Regions from separate parts of the Mus musculus genome. Here region 1 is linked to region 2. The links are chromatin contacts, called in public HiChIP or PLAC-seq maps. All regions are on one chromosome and are shown on one strand. The core of a region is the stretch at or near the end of the contact, and the rest is flanking DNA. Distances in the headings are between cores, read along the strand shown.

The links. HiChIP or PLAC-seq counts read pairs in DNA pulled down with a chosen protein or histone mark.
Region 1: an H3K27ac HiChIP or PLAC-seq map of trophoblast stem cells shows a contact between it and region 2, with 4 times the contacts expected there. The contact joins two enhancer-like sites. A contact is called at or near these places in 1 of 15 datasets of contacts at CTCF or cohesin (large pre-B cells) and 7 of 115 datasets of contacts at active chromatin or transcription factors (embryonic brain, embryonic forebrain, embryonic stem cells and 3 more).

What each region holds. Positions count from the first base shown.
Region 1 is chr2:166,551,090-166,555,028 of GRCm38.p6, forward strand. No RefSeq gene overlaps it. Among named protein-coding and RNA genes, the nearest start is that of Gm29679, 11 kb to the right of the region's middle. Within about 2 kb of position 2,577, at least 104 of the 459 cell types and tissues checked have an H3K27ac peak or open chromatin away from gene starts, as enhancers often do. A contact at or near this core is called in trophoblast stem cells, where this site is marked.
Region 2 is chr2:165,864,530-165,868,752 of GRCm38.p6, forward strand. All of the region lies in intron 2 of Zmynd8 (zinc finger, MYND-type containing 8), which reads right to left. Among named protein-coding and RNA genes, the nearest start is that of Gm11465, 15 kb to the right of the region's middle. Within about 2 kb of position 2,597, at least 108 of the 459 cell types and tissues checked have an H3K27ac peak or open chromatin away from gene starts, as enhancers often do. A contact at or near this core is called in trophoblast stem cells, where this site is marked.

The sequences.
Region 1 (3,939 bases), core at 1,327-3,826, 690 kb after region 2:
CTCAGAACAAGAGGTAGTTCATTCTCTTCCCATTCCCCAGACTACAGAAGCCCAAGGACCGGAGGCCAGGATCCCGTGCCAAGGAGCCTCTGTCTTCTTATCTGTTAAATGGGTGCAAGGGAGAGATAAGCATTGTTCAAGAGCCAAAGGTGAAGAGTCTTCTGAGCTTGCCAGGCCAGAGGCTAGTGGTTCTCATGTCCCTGGCCACCTCGGTCACCACTGCCCTCCTTCTGAGGAGGTCCCGATGTCTGTGTGGCTCCTTCTCCAACACATCCCTGTCTCAAACATCCCACCACACTGGGAAATCTCCTTTCTTCCTGGAATGTTTCTCAGGTTCCATGTTCTCAGCAGAGCATGAGTCACAAGGAGCAGAGCTTCACTCCCACCTCCCTACTCAGTCACACGGGCCATCCGAATTGTGGCCATTGTTTCTCTGAAATGGGGATTTTTCCAGCTGTGGTGCTGGCTACCTGCATCATTCTTCCAGAGATGCTTCACATCTGCCCACACCTCCATGAGGGTCCAGTGCATGTCCCCAACCACTCTGTCTAAGGCGCGCACCTACACACACACACACACACACACACACACACACACACACACGGGTCCTTTCCACTAATTGCCATGGCGTCTCTCCTCCCCAGGCCTAGCACCTCCTGACACACTGATAGCACCTTTCACTCCCCTGTAGAATGTATCAGTCCCAAGAGATCAAGGCGATCTGCTCCACCCTAAGTGCCTGGCTCACAGACGATGGCCAGTCAATGCTCACTGCGCCATTAAGTTACCTAAAATCAAAGGAGCTAGGACAGGTCAGCTGGGGTCCACAAGGGGGTTGCCTAGAAACAGCCGGGCTCTTGAGTCGGGACTTAGGTCCTGGAGCATTCCAAGCTAAGCGGAAGAGAATTCCAGGTGCATCAGGACTCCATAAGCAGGGCCCAGGACACACACACCTCAAGTGCTGTCCTGACTTCTGAGCCCAGCAAAGGCCCAGATCTTAGGCCGTTTGACAACAGCCCTTTCAAAATTAACTGGATGTTTTATTCATCCTTAAATTCTTTAAAATTGCAAATCAAACAGTTGCGGGTGCTCGGCTAGCCTCGGCTTCTGGGCTCTTGTGTTGCAAATAACTGTGCTCTCCTGCATACCAAGCGGACCTTTCTGCGTCCCAGGAAAATGAATCTCTTTTGGTGTTCATTGCGCTAATTGCATCCACAGCGGAGGCAGAGCAAACATCTTTCCCTCCTGATTTGCATTATGCAAAACCTTAATCTCCCCAAGTTTCCTAAAGCCTTGTGAATGATTCACAGCCTTCCAATGCCTGGAACAGCTCGGCTTGATCTGCTTGTCCATATAAATTAGATTTACTGAGGAAATAAAGGAGGCTCGATACTATAAACTATTGGGAAGATGACCCCCGAGTGTGGATGCCCCATAAATTTGTGTCTTGGGGGGTACTGCGAGGCTGCTGATCACACACATATTGCTAGATTTATCTCTTTTGGGCTATTATTGACATGAAGAGGAGAGTAGATTGCCATTGGGAGCCACTGTGCTGTCTGGGAGAGGGGCTGGCTCTCCCTGAACTGGCAAAAAGTGGCTTACAGAAAGCCTTCTCCAGACAAGGGGCCACCAGGAGAGGACTCAGGTTGAAGCAAAAGCGTGCAGGAGAGGCTGGATTCGAAGGCAGCCGAGTTCAGCCTGTGACACTGAGGAGGTGACCGCCCCTTCCCTTTGTTCCCTCACCTCCTGTTGGGGAAAACAAAACATTTCCAAACTTAGAGGGCTAGAGGAGGTCCCAGATGGAGTCTCCGCTGCACACCTGGGCCTCCTTCTAGGAACTAGTGGGGACCAAGATAGCAGGCCCAGGCTTCCAGGTGCTCAGAGAGCTCACTGGAAGAGCTCCATCCACAATGAGAGCTTACATGGTGGTGCCGGAGAGGGGGATGGTAACATTAGCCAGATTACAGGCTCAGACCCAACGCTGTGAAGGTGTGCAGAGCCAGCCCCGATGCCAGAGCCTGTTAGTGCTGTAAGCCTGCTGCCCTGGCAACCAGAAATGCCAGGCACGACTGTGCCAGGTTCTGATGTTGGGCTTCAGATCATTATTTCTGTTATTATTTACATGGCCATTGCACAGATTTGAAAGCTGAGTCCTACTTTAGAATCTAAGTCTGCAGGACGCCCCTACCAAGCGTCTTCCTTCTCTAGTCCCCTAGAGTGGGGCTGAGCAGGGGAAAGGGGGAGTTATTAGTGTTTATGCTAATACCTGTCAGCTGGAAGTTTCTACTCTGTGCTATCTGATGGTAAAGATCAGGGTCTCTGCGACCACAGTCCCCTTTCTCAGAGACCTCTTGTTGGCCTCTGCCAGGCATTTCCTGCTGGGATTTACTCGTGACTTCCTGTCCTTTGCCAACTGCAGACCTGCAGGAAGATGGTGGAGATGGAGGAGGCAGGCAGGATTTGTATTTCCTGTTGGTTTCTTACTGTTTCTGCCATTCCCACCAACACCACAGCGGCGCCCTTAGACGCCCCACATCCCCAACCAGCCCCGCCTATGAAATGTCTCAGCCCCGCCTATGAGGCATCTCAACCCCGCCTACGAGGCTTCTCAGCCCCGCCCTCCGCTCTGCAGCATAAGGCCCAGATCTACGGCGTATTCAAGGGTCAATAAGTTTTCCCCTTAAAAGTGTCACTAACATTCCTGAAAGTGTGGCTTGTGAGCCCCCACCCCCTCCCTCTGCATTGTATGAGGACAGTCATAAGCAATTTCCGGACTCAGGAGCATGGCTGTGCTCTATACAACTCCATATACAAGCACTTAGTCTAGTCATGAGTAATAGCTGCCTGAGCACATAGATGAGGGTTCGTCTTTGTCTCAGCAAGACAACTCCGTGCTTGCATCCTGCATCTTTAGGCTTTAAACAGCCACGTGTCATCGACACTGTGGGCCAGAGTGATGCTGACAGAACAGAAAGAGAAAGGCTCTTGAAGTTCATGCCAAGGCTGGAGGTCAGCACAGGCTGAGGAAGTGCGGGCTCATACCACTGGCACCAATGGGAAGACTCGAAACATTTAGATCTCATAAACTGGTCCGGATAGGACGATGCCCCACGCAGCTGCCAATGAGGTGTCGGTGGGTGTGCTGGGTGTGCTGATTGGTAAAATAACACCTCTGGAGCAGCAGTAGCGAGTGACTTCACCACCTGACTGGGTTTAAAGTCAGTCTCCAGGAACCATTTGATTCTCCACAGGCCAAACATGCACGTTAGCTGGGGTGTGATGAGGTTCGGCACAGCGTCTCTGGAGGCACAGAACGGTTGGAAGCAAGTTATCTGAAGGGCCCCGTCTCTGACTCCTTTGAATGTCTTTCTTCACATGATTGGAGGAACACTGCGATCCAGACTGACTGAGTGGACCACCAACCAAATAGAGACCGGCTCCCCTTCATGAACTAACCATTAAATTCAGAATATCTGGGCCATTGTGATGATATGGCTGGTAAAGGCCTTTGCTGCCTGGCCTTACAACCTGAGTTTGATGTCCAAGAATCATGTGATGGAAGGGAGAGAACTGACTTACACACACACACACACACACACACACACACACACACACACAATGAGTGCACACTCACATACACACACACACTTATGTGATTTTTAGAAACTAAGACCGGAATCCCTAGCAAGTGCCCCCAGATAAACACATTCCCCGATCCCACAGAACACTCTGTCCTCCAGCGTCCTCATGCGAGCTCCCCAGCCACAAACTGTTGCAACCATTTCCAAGAACAGTCTCTGTCCCCCCAAAGCGACACTATACCTGCCTTTGGTGCTTGTGGCTGTGGCCAGTGACAGGTGGGTGGGGCCGGAAGACAGGACAGGGCTCCTTACAAGGAAGCCTTGTAGGGAGAAAAGTGGCTGCTGCTACGTCTAC
Region 2 (4,223 bases), core at 1,347-3,846:
GGGTAGAAGTTCCAACCATCGGACAAAGTCAGGCTCAGTGTGCCTATTGTGTGTGCACGGAAAGAGAGCCACAAAAGGGTGCAGTCTCAACTGAGGCCTTAAACCTGGAGGGGGAGTCAAAGAGATGCAGGGGGAAAGGGGGGACAACTAGGATGGCTCAGCAGGTAAGGCGCATGCCACCAAGCCTCATCAACCTGGGTTCAATCCGTGACCCACCTGGTGGAAGGCAGAACTGCCTACCAGCTCCCACAAGCAGGCCGCCTGACTTTCCCATGTCTGCACACACAAAATAAACAATCAAATGTAACCCTTAAAAGAAAAACTAAACCTGGAAAGGAGAGAGGTTGATAACACCTGAGAGCCAGAAATGGCTCTCAAGGGAATTTGAAAGGTCAGTTGTGAATCGGGCACAGAGGGGAGCAGGAGAGCAGTGAGCCCAGCAGGCCAGGGCCAGCGATGAGGGTTGCAGCAATGGGCCCATCAATAGTAACCAGGGAGGTTTGCCAGTACACAAGGCCATGGGCCAATCTCTCTCTCTCTCTCTCTCTCTCACACACACACACACACACACACATACACACACACACACATACACACACACACACACACACACACACACACACACACACACACACACATAGAGGAATGCTCCAGAATGTTCCAGGCAACATCATAAGCAGATATGACTCTGTCTTTCAACCAAGAGATGAGCTCAGCCTTTCACAGACAGCAGAGGCCTGGTACAATGGGTTTGCTCTATAGTTTCAGCTCTCTGGAGGCTGGGGCAAGAGGATCACATGAGCCCACAAGTTGGTCTGGGATGTAGCTCAGTAATAATATTTGCCTAACACGTAGAAGGCCTCAGTACCACCACCACCACCCCACCCCCAAGTACCTCAGGCTCTCTTGCCCAGCCTCAGAGCACAATCCCGTAATCATAGATACTCTGGAGGCTAAGACAGTAGGATTCCAAGTCAAAGCGCACCTGGCATTCAAATGTTTAGGTTACAGATCCCACAAACCTCGAGAGTCCAACCTGAGCAACAAGACTCACTCCCAGAGCCGGGCATGGTGGTGCACGCCTTTAATCCCAGCACTCAGGAGACAGAGGCAGGCGGATTGCTGAGTTCGAGGCCAGCCAGGTCTACAAAGTGAATTCCTGGACAGCCAGGGCTACACAGAGAAACCCTGTCTCAAAAAACCAAAAGAGTCTTTCTTGAGGGCTGGAGAGATAGCTCAGTGGTTAAGAGCACTGACTGCTCTTCCAGAGGTCCCGAGTTCAATTCCCAGCAACCACATGGTGGCTCACAACCATCTGTAATGGGATCTGATGTCCTCTTCTGGTGTGTCTGAAGACAGTGACAGTGTACTCACATACATGAAATAAATATGGCTGGAGCAGGGGCCAGAGTGAGTGAGGCCGGAAAAAAAAACAAAACAAAAAAAAAAAAAAAAAAAACAAAAAAAACGATTACTTGAATGTCTGGTTGGTAAGAGAGGCCCAGATGCTGAGACAGGCCCTCCACTTGGTACATTTGTTCTAAGACCTTTGGAGGAAGAAAAAGGACATTCTTTTTAGGGTGGAAACACTTTGGGATGACAGTCTTCTCCATTAATAAATAAACTTCGGGGACTTAAAAGCACTAACTCCTCTTCTAGAGGTCCTGAGTTCAATTCCCAGCAACCACACAGGGTGGCTCACAACCAACCATCTGCAATGGGATCCGATGCTCTCTTCTGCGGTGTGTCTGAAGACAGCTGCAGTGTACTCATATAAAAACAAACAAACAAACAAACTGGACATTACTATGAGCGGGGCTTCAAAAATGGGGCAGGTGAAGTTTCCCTGTGTCAACCACAGAGCTCAACTGCATCAGCCGGGCAATTTTAGTGAGTAAAATCCTTGCTAAACAACGAGGATGGGAATCCAGATCAGCACCGCCCCTGTAAAGAGCAGGTTGTAATCTCCATGCTCCTGAGACAAGGACACAGCAGGGTCGCTCTTGCCAAGAGGAGGCCGCCAATCTCTAGTCTGAAAGCCATGATCAGAGCTTCAGCATTTTGGGATAATTTAGACCTGATTAGGGAGGAGAGTTCTCTCACACAGACTTGCCACTAAACACTGCAGGGCTGGCACTTCCTGGGATCTCAGAGATGTCAGAGTCAGGACAGTTTAAACTACCAACGTTTCTTGAAAGGAAACCTCACAGCGGCGCTTCTGCGCCATGGCTTAAAAGCACTGATGGTTGTTTTCTTAGAGATCCCTTGAAAATGACAGAAGGACTCTTATCTCACAGCCTTGCTCACATTCAATCCCTTTGTGAAAGTCTTAATTTACACACAACAGAGAAAGATAGAGGGTCCTGTGCTAATCAAGGTCTGGGACTATTTAACAAATTGTTCTAACTGTACTTCTCTAGCATCCTGGCTCTGTAAACACATCCACCCGCAGGCAAGTCTCACAAAGAATGACAGTGTTTGGGATTTTAATATGTTGGGCTTCCGCTACATCTGCGCCCGGTTTCCGAGGGGACCGTTCCCCTGCGTTGGTGACACAATGCAGACACCATACAGCTGCACACCAGCACTCTGCCCACAAAATGTACACGCAGCAGGATCAAGATGCAAGCGGCCTAAAGAACAGGGAGCCTCCATCCAGGGAGTACACCAGGCTGCGGCAGACTCCGGGTTTCTGGCCTCTGAGGCAGGGCCTTGTCTGACTCACACAGTTATGGCCAAACTCCTGCAAGGAAGTGTGCTGTGACCAGTCTTGCACAGAGAATGCAAAATGACAGCCCTGGGCCATTTCCGTCCCCTTGATGTGACTTTCTGGGTTCATGAACAATCTTTGAGAAACTGGTCTACACAGAGAAACATCTCTGCATCTAAATGAGCTACTGTTGCAAGAAAATGGCAGGTTCATCCCAGCAAAGAGACAGTGAGCCCAATTCCTGGCGCTGAGCAGTGAGGTAGATCCCCCACCCAACCATCAAAGCCCCCTATTTTCCCTATGCTGGCAGCCATTATGGGTATCCCTGCTGGCCCTGAAGGGATGTGACTCAGATGTTTAAAGCAAAAGACAAAACCTGATACCACACCACCCCCCAGCCCTACTTGGCCACTTCATTCATCCTCACGAGCCTCAGTGTCCTAGACTGTGAAATGGGAATACACTCGTCACAGCAGTGAGCTAAGAATCATTGAGGTGAGAAGGAAACACTGCCCGGCGCCTGGGGAGACCTCAGGAGCCGCTCACTGTGCCAGCACTCCTGGTAGATGGTGCTTCTGATTTATGCACGAATGGCTTACAGCAGACTGTCACCCTCGGTCACAAATGTCACCCTGGCATCTTGAAAGCCTGAAGGCTTTGTCTCCTGAGAAGTGCGCGCTCTGGAAAATGCCAAGGATGATATAAAGGAAGCAATAGACTCGGGAACTACCCTATTAATAATAAGTGATCACATAGGAAGAGAGCTGCTGATTGATATTCAGAGAACCTAAAAGCCCTGCAGACGAGATGCGGGAATAGGATTTGAGAATTCAGAGCTAGGTCAGCTAAGATGGCTCCGAGGGCATCTTCTCCCACCACCCAACCTGAGTTCCCAAGTCCTGAGACCCACAGACCACAGAGTAGAAGGAGAAAAAGTTGTCCGAGTAAGTAAACACACCAGGGTTGGTGGTATTTGCCTTCCATCCAACCCCTCCAGAGACCAAGTCGGGAGGACCTCACTGACCAGCCTGCTCCACATATTGAGTTCCATGCCCAGAAGGGCTGCACGGTAGGAGCCTACCTCTGAACAAAAATATAAACAAAGAATTCCAAAGTATGTTGACACACTGTCCCTACTCCCTTTAAGCATGTAAGTTCAAGACCAGCCTGGGCAACATAAAAACATCTCAGCTCAAAGAAAGAAAAGAAAGCATTAACTCTTGGAGATCTGTGGCAGGCTTGAGGAAAGCCTATGCTAGCTCTTATGTTCTTGGGCTGTGGAAATGGCTCAGGAGATAAAGATGTTTGCTGCCAAGCCTAAGGACTGAGTTCTTTCTATCTTTGGGGCCTACATAGTTGAAGAAGCAGATCTCACAAAGTCTCCTCTGGCTTTCGGTACGTACAATGTGGCACAAAGACATTCACACACATACACCAAAATCAATGCAAGAAGCCAAACTCTCAGCTGGGGGCTGAAGAGGGAGGGGGTTAGGAAATCTGAGCACCTGCCTAG